Regions from separate parts of the Mus musculus genome. Here region 1 is linked to region 2. A link is a contact called in public promoter capture Hi-C data. All regions are on one chromosome and are shown on one strand. Each heading gives the region's core, a stretch centred on a gene start, on an enhancer-like site or on the middle of the called end of the contact. The rest is flanking DNA. Distances are from core to core; before and after follow the strand shown. Region 1 overlaps Inpp5a (inositol polyphosphate-5-phosphatase A). Region 2 holds the start of Pwwp2b (PWWP domain containing 2B).

The links. Promoter capture Hi-C pulls out the DNA fragments that hold promoters and counts their contacts.
Region 1: a contact with region 2 is called in a promoter capture Hi-C map of embryonic stem cells. The contact joins the enhancer-like site here to the promoter of Pwwp2b in region 2. A contact is called at or near these places in 3 of 39 promoter capture datasets (embryonic stem cells, neutrophils and pre-B cells), 1 of 115 datasets of contacts at active chromatin or transcription factors (bone marrow-derived macrophages) and 1 of 9 other capture datasets (liver).

Annotation. Positions count from the first base shown.
Region 1 is chr7:139,527,539-139,530,238 of GRCm38.p6, forward strand. All of the region lies in intron 8 of Inpp5a (inositol polyphosphate-5-phosphatase A), which reads left to right. Among named protein-coding and RNA genes, the nearest start is that of Gm33031, 54 kb to the right of the region's middle. Within about 2 kb of position 1,368, at least 25 of the 459 cell types and tissues checked have an H3K27ac peak or open chromatin away from gene starts, as enhancers often do. A contact at or near this core is called in embryonic stem cells, where this site is marked.
Region 2 is chr7:139,247,139-139,249,838 of GRCm38.p6, forward strand. It overlaps Pwwp2b (PWWP domain containing 2B), which reads left to right and starts at 1,344. Exons shown (of 3, transcript NM_001098636.1): 1 at 1,344-1,505. The coding sequence starts at 1,381.

The sequences.
Region 1 (2,700 bases), core at 118-2,617, 280 kb after region 2:
TGTTGTGGGGCTTGTACAGAACAAATTTGTACATGCTTGTCTATACCATAGATCAGTGTGCCCCTAAAGTAAGAGGCAAAGCTGGGTCCTCTGGACCATGGTGCCACTGTAGGGTGGGGCTGGAACCACTGACTCCCCTACCATGTCTCCCTGCAATGGCAATTAGTAAGCTTGGTCTATGAACTCCTCCTCCATGTGCCTCTGAAGCAGTGCTCTATACAAGGAGTCAGAAGACAGAGTCTCACTCCTGTGCCATGATCAAACAAGCACCAGGCTGGTGACCTCTGGAGGCCATGCCATCACACAGAGAGATCAGCCTAAGGTTCTTCCACTGGTTCCCTTCCTTTGTTGACTTCTCCCAGCCTCTAGTGTAAGAGAGGCTGTGTCATCTTGGTCCCTGAAGAAGAACCTTAGCTATGGGAAATGGGTCTGATGCTTCCCCTATTATTGCCCCAGTCTGGGGCTTGTCTTGTAAATCTGTATACAGTCAGTCTCTTTCATCTGAGGTTAATGCCTGTGCAGGTTCTATACCAAGCCTGAAGCCTCACTCAGCCTCTACTGTGGGATACAGCTCAGGCAATTAGAAACGGGTTCAGGTGCTTTGTCCCAACAAAATGTCCAATTCCTGTCCATGCCTGCCTTCCCCACAAGGTCTATGAACCCAGGCACCCTCATCCTTTGGTATCCTCAAATCATTCTTTCTGACCCCTGACCCCTGACACTTGACCAAGTGTACCCTCTGCTATGGGCCCTGCTTAGCTATCTATGTTTGTGTGGAGGCCATGGCAATGCTGCTCACTAGCTCCGGGAATAGAAAAATGGCTGCTGCTGCCCCCATCAAGACCAAGGATAGCACTCAACTCTAATGTCTTACCTCAGGATCATGTCTCAATTTCAAGGAGATTGCCAGAGTCTTGGGTAGGTGCCCCTGACAGATGCCCCTGTGGTTGTGGTGTGTTCCTCCATGGGGCCGCCTTCCTAGGCTAGTGAATCAGCAGCCAGCAGCAAAGGCCTTGTCTGTGTGGCATTTCCTGCTGTTTGCTCCATGGCCCTTTTTCTGGGACCTCCCAGGGAGCTGGGAGCCGAGAGAGAGACCAAATGTCCATCAGTCCTGGTGACCATGGTCAGCTTGTCAGTGTGGTAAGGCATTAGAATATGTCATTGCCCTACACCACCATGCCTCCAGCCTCCAAAAAAGCAGCCTCTGGGTCCAGGGGCCACCTTTGTGCATCTTTGCATCCCAATGAATGGCTTCTGTGGCGAGCTCAGCCAGCCGCAGATCCGGACCTCCGCAGTGTAGGGCTGGGCTGCTGGGCACAAAGGGGCGCTCTGCGGGAGTGGTGAATAATGGCCCGCCCTTTCATCGGGAGGCTAACCTTTTGGCAGCCACCAGCAGACTGCATTCTACTGTGCTGATTGGGGAGGACAATGCTGTACTGGCCTTTGAATGGACACCGCCACCAACAGCGCTGTATTCACAGCAGCACTGGGAACCGTGTGAGCATTGTCTGCAAGCCCCACGGAGCTGCAGGAGACAGTGAGGAGGCTGAGATAGAGAGGCTGGCTTCTCGGTTTAATCTCCCTGTCCAGCCAGTAGGTCCCTGTCTTAGTCTGAGATGAGAAGTGGGGCATTAGACCCAGGGATGAACAGTCTTGCATCCCTGTCCACAAAAGAGAAAGAAAGATGGTATTAAAATGGGCCCTGTATGTCATAACTTTTCTCCAAATCTAAGATTATTTTAATAGAAGTTATAAAGAAACAAGTCCAAGGGTCAACTCTGACAGCTCTCCAGAGCCTCAGCTGTGAGGTATGCCTGCCTGCCTGCCTGCCTGCCTGCCTGCCTGCCTGCCTGGTTGTACTAGAGCCACATGCAAAGACACCTGACACACCTGGGAGCCAGGGAGGGGCTGAGACCTCACTGCAGGACTGCCTGGCTTCACATTCTTTCTTTTTCTTTGCAGGTTTGCTTTGTATTGTTAATCTTCTTTCTCTTTCTCTTTCTCTTTCTCTTTCTCTTTCTCTTTCTCTTTCTCTTTCTCTCTCTCTCTCTCTCTCTCTCTCTCTCTCTCTCTCTCTCTCTCTTTCTTTCTTTCTTCTGTTGCTTTAGAAAGGAACTTACTCTGTAACCTAGGCTGGCCTGGTGCTCACAGCAATTCTCCTGCCTCTGCTGCCTGAGCTCTTGTGAGCCACCATGCTTTGCCTGGCTAGCCAACACTAATTGTGTCAGATGGTAGTGTTTCTGTGTTTGTGTACTTTATGAGGTTTTAGCTTTAAATATCTAGTTATAAAAGACTTTTAAACGTTTTGAGATTTATTATTTATGTGTATGAACGCTTTACCCAAATGTATATCACATATGTGCCTAGTACTCATGGAGGCCAAAGAGAACATTGGCTTTCCTGGGACTGTGAGCCACCATATGGATTCTGGAAATCAAACCCAGACCATCTGTAAGAGCAACACGTATCCTTAACCACTGAGCCTACTCTTTAGCCTAAAGTCGTGTGTGCACACACATGTATGTATGTGTGTGGAGGGGTTATTTTGTCCTGAGACAGCATCTTACAGTGTTAGCCCTAGCAGCCTGAACCTGCTTTGTAGACCAGGCTGGCTTTGAACGTCTGAGTTCAAAGATCTGCCTGCTTCTGCCATCTAAGTGCTTGGATTAAAGACATGTACTACCATACACTATTAATGAA
Region 2 (2,700 bases), core at 94-2,593:
GTGAGGAAAACAGACGTTTGTGGGAGGGGGACTGCCCCTCAGCTGGACTCCGCCCAGACTTTCTCATCTGCTCTAGTGTAGCCTTAAGGCAAGGTAAAGTGGCGCCAGGGCGGCCTCGGCTGTCCTTGGCGGCGTCAGTGGTAGCAGCCCTGAAGCAAGTCCCAGCAGGGCAAGAACTCCACTCCCCAGCTGAAAAGGACATGGGCCTGGTAGATCCGTGGTCAGTACCTCTCTGCCCTTTTGGTGCCTCCAATGCAGGGTCATGGCGATGCAAGTCAGCCTTAGGGGCCCGATTCACAGACGCCATTGGTCATTGCAACGTGACAGACCCTTGGAGGCAGTCAGTTATGGATTCCGAATCCGGATTCAGAGTGCAAGTGCTTGCGGAAACCGGAGGAGGTCTAGGGTGGCGGTCAGCCGTCCGCCGGGCGCCGCCACCTCCCACTCATGGCCAGGCTGCCCTCGCGGGCCCGGTTGCACACGCCCGGGGAGCCTGGCTCTTGCTCATGGGAGGTGGCTCTTCATACTGTACACTAAGCGAGGAGTGCTGCAGCGAGTAGTCCCAGGAGACGCAAGAGCTCTGGATAGAATAATCCTGCCAACACTAGTGCTGGCCAGCCCCGCGCCCTGCGAGGTTCTCAAACAGACCGGAGCACTATAGTCTCCTAGGAGGCGCCGAGCACACCTGGGTAGCCCAGTGCCAGGTAGCCCTGTAGTGAGGGTGACACTAGGCCTCTTGTAAGGGCCCCATTGGTGTCCCTCGGCACCCGGAGTCTCCTCTGCCAGGCCTGATTCGCTTCAAATACACGTGTCCACAGACTTTTTCAAGTACCAAGTGGACACAGGAGTCGTGCGTAGAAGACGCTGCCGGGGTCCTCTAGCACAAACTGGTAGACAGGGGACCCCCAGACTACATGGGGGAAGGGCCCCAGGCTGCGCCGGGCTCAGGGAGTGGCCCCGGGACAGGATCAGGAAGGAGGTGGGGCCCGGGGTGGAACCCAGAGAAGCAGAGTGGGGGAAGGGCCTGGACCCGGGGAGTGTCCCCGCTACCCCTCGGTTCCTGGCAAGGCCTCCTAGGGGGCATTCCAAGCCTGCGTGGCGTCAAGATTAACGAACCCTTCTCCCCGCCCGGTGGGGCCCCCGCAATGCGTTGCAAGCCCAGCTTTGAGAGCCGGCTGTGGGCGCACGCTGCGGGCGGACCGCCCCACGCCCTCCGGCTCCTGGGAGCGCAGCCCGCGGCCGCGCGCCCCAGCCTAGCTCCGCGGTGGCGGCCGGCACACAGAGCTTTGTGACGTCAGGCGGCGTCACGCGGGGCTGACCCGGCGGCGGCGGCGGCGGCGGCGGTGGCGGGCGGGGGCGGCCTCCGGAGGCGGCGGGAGCATGGAGCCGCGGGCCGGCTGCCGGTTGCCGGTGCGGGTGGAACAGGTCGTCAACGGCGCGCTGGTGGTCACCGTGAGCTGTGGCGAGCGCAGCTTCGCCGGAATCCTGCTGGATTGCACGAAAAAGTGAGCGGGGCAGGGTCGCGGGCCCGGGACTCCTCGGAATCTCCCGGGACACTCCTCCACCGATTCAAGGTTCCAATGCAGGCTCCGAGAGGAGCAGCAAAGCCCGGCGTCCGCTTTCAGTTTCTGCTGGGCCGGGGTTTCGAGGCGCGCCAGCTGGCCGCCGGTCTGGGTGCGAAAGTGGCTCTCTCCCAAAGTCGCGGTGACTTTCGGGGCAGGAGAGCGTGCGGCCCCGCAGAGGGGCTGCGGTGCCGGCCGGGACGCACGGGAAGCCTTGCCTGAAACTCCGCACATCTGCCATAATTAACGCACTTTTCTTTGTTCAGACGCACTGTTGAATTCGACTGTTTGTAGAATCGTGATTCGTTTAAGGGGGTCAGTTAAGCTATGGCCTCACCTGTCACAAGAGGGGGGAAGCCCAAGGCTTATAGGAGTGGCTGGTGGAGACCAGCTGCGAGACTGCGGGGTGTAGAAACACTGCTGTGGGCGAGGCGCCTTGCGGGGGAGTGGAAGATACAAGTTCCAGGGCCAGTGCCTCTACTGGAGGGGCGCATTGGGCTTGGCTCCTGAGACCACCTGTATACCCTTTGCAGGGGCTTCTGCAGCGCAGAACAGCCACCTGAACCCAGAATCACATGGCACTGCGCTGTCACTGCCTGATAAATGATTAGGCATTAATCAGGCTGTGACTCTTCTGCTCCAGCCAGGCTTCATTCTGGAATTAGGAACAGAAAAGGGCTCTGCTTTCAAAGACCCAACTTTTTCCCTTCCTAAAGCCCGGATTTCCCTGGGTTCCCACCACAGAGCAGAGCCCTTCCTCCTTCGACAGTTACCCTGCTGACATTATGTCTTCATTAGATGTGCCAGAAGCCATTTATGCACAAGTCATGTGACTTAACATATGGCCTCCCGTGTGACTGGTGCCCCTCTCTTGTTGGTTAGTACAGGGAGTGCCTATAATGGGGTGACATTCAGGGGCTGCAGAATAGCCACCTGAAAGCTTCCAAGGCAAGCCATCCCCCACCCTGCTGATGGCTGCCCTCTCCTCCCTAGGCAGGTCTGGCTGCACCCCTGCTCAACCTGTGCAGCCTGCTCTGGCCTCTCCCTAGAGAGTCTGCAGCAGAGGACCCGCATTTCCCCAGTTCTCAGGCTCCAGTGCTCAAGATAAGATTGGCTGAGAGTAGTCCTATCTTGTGGC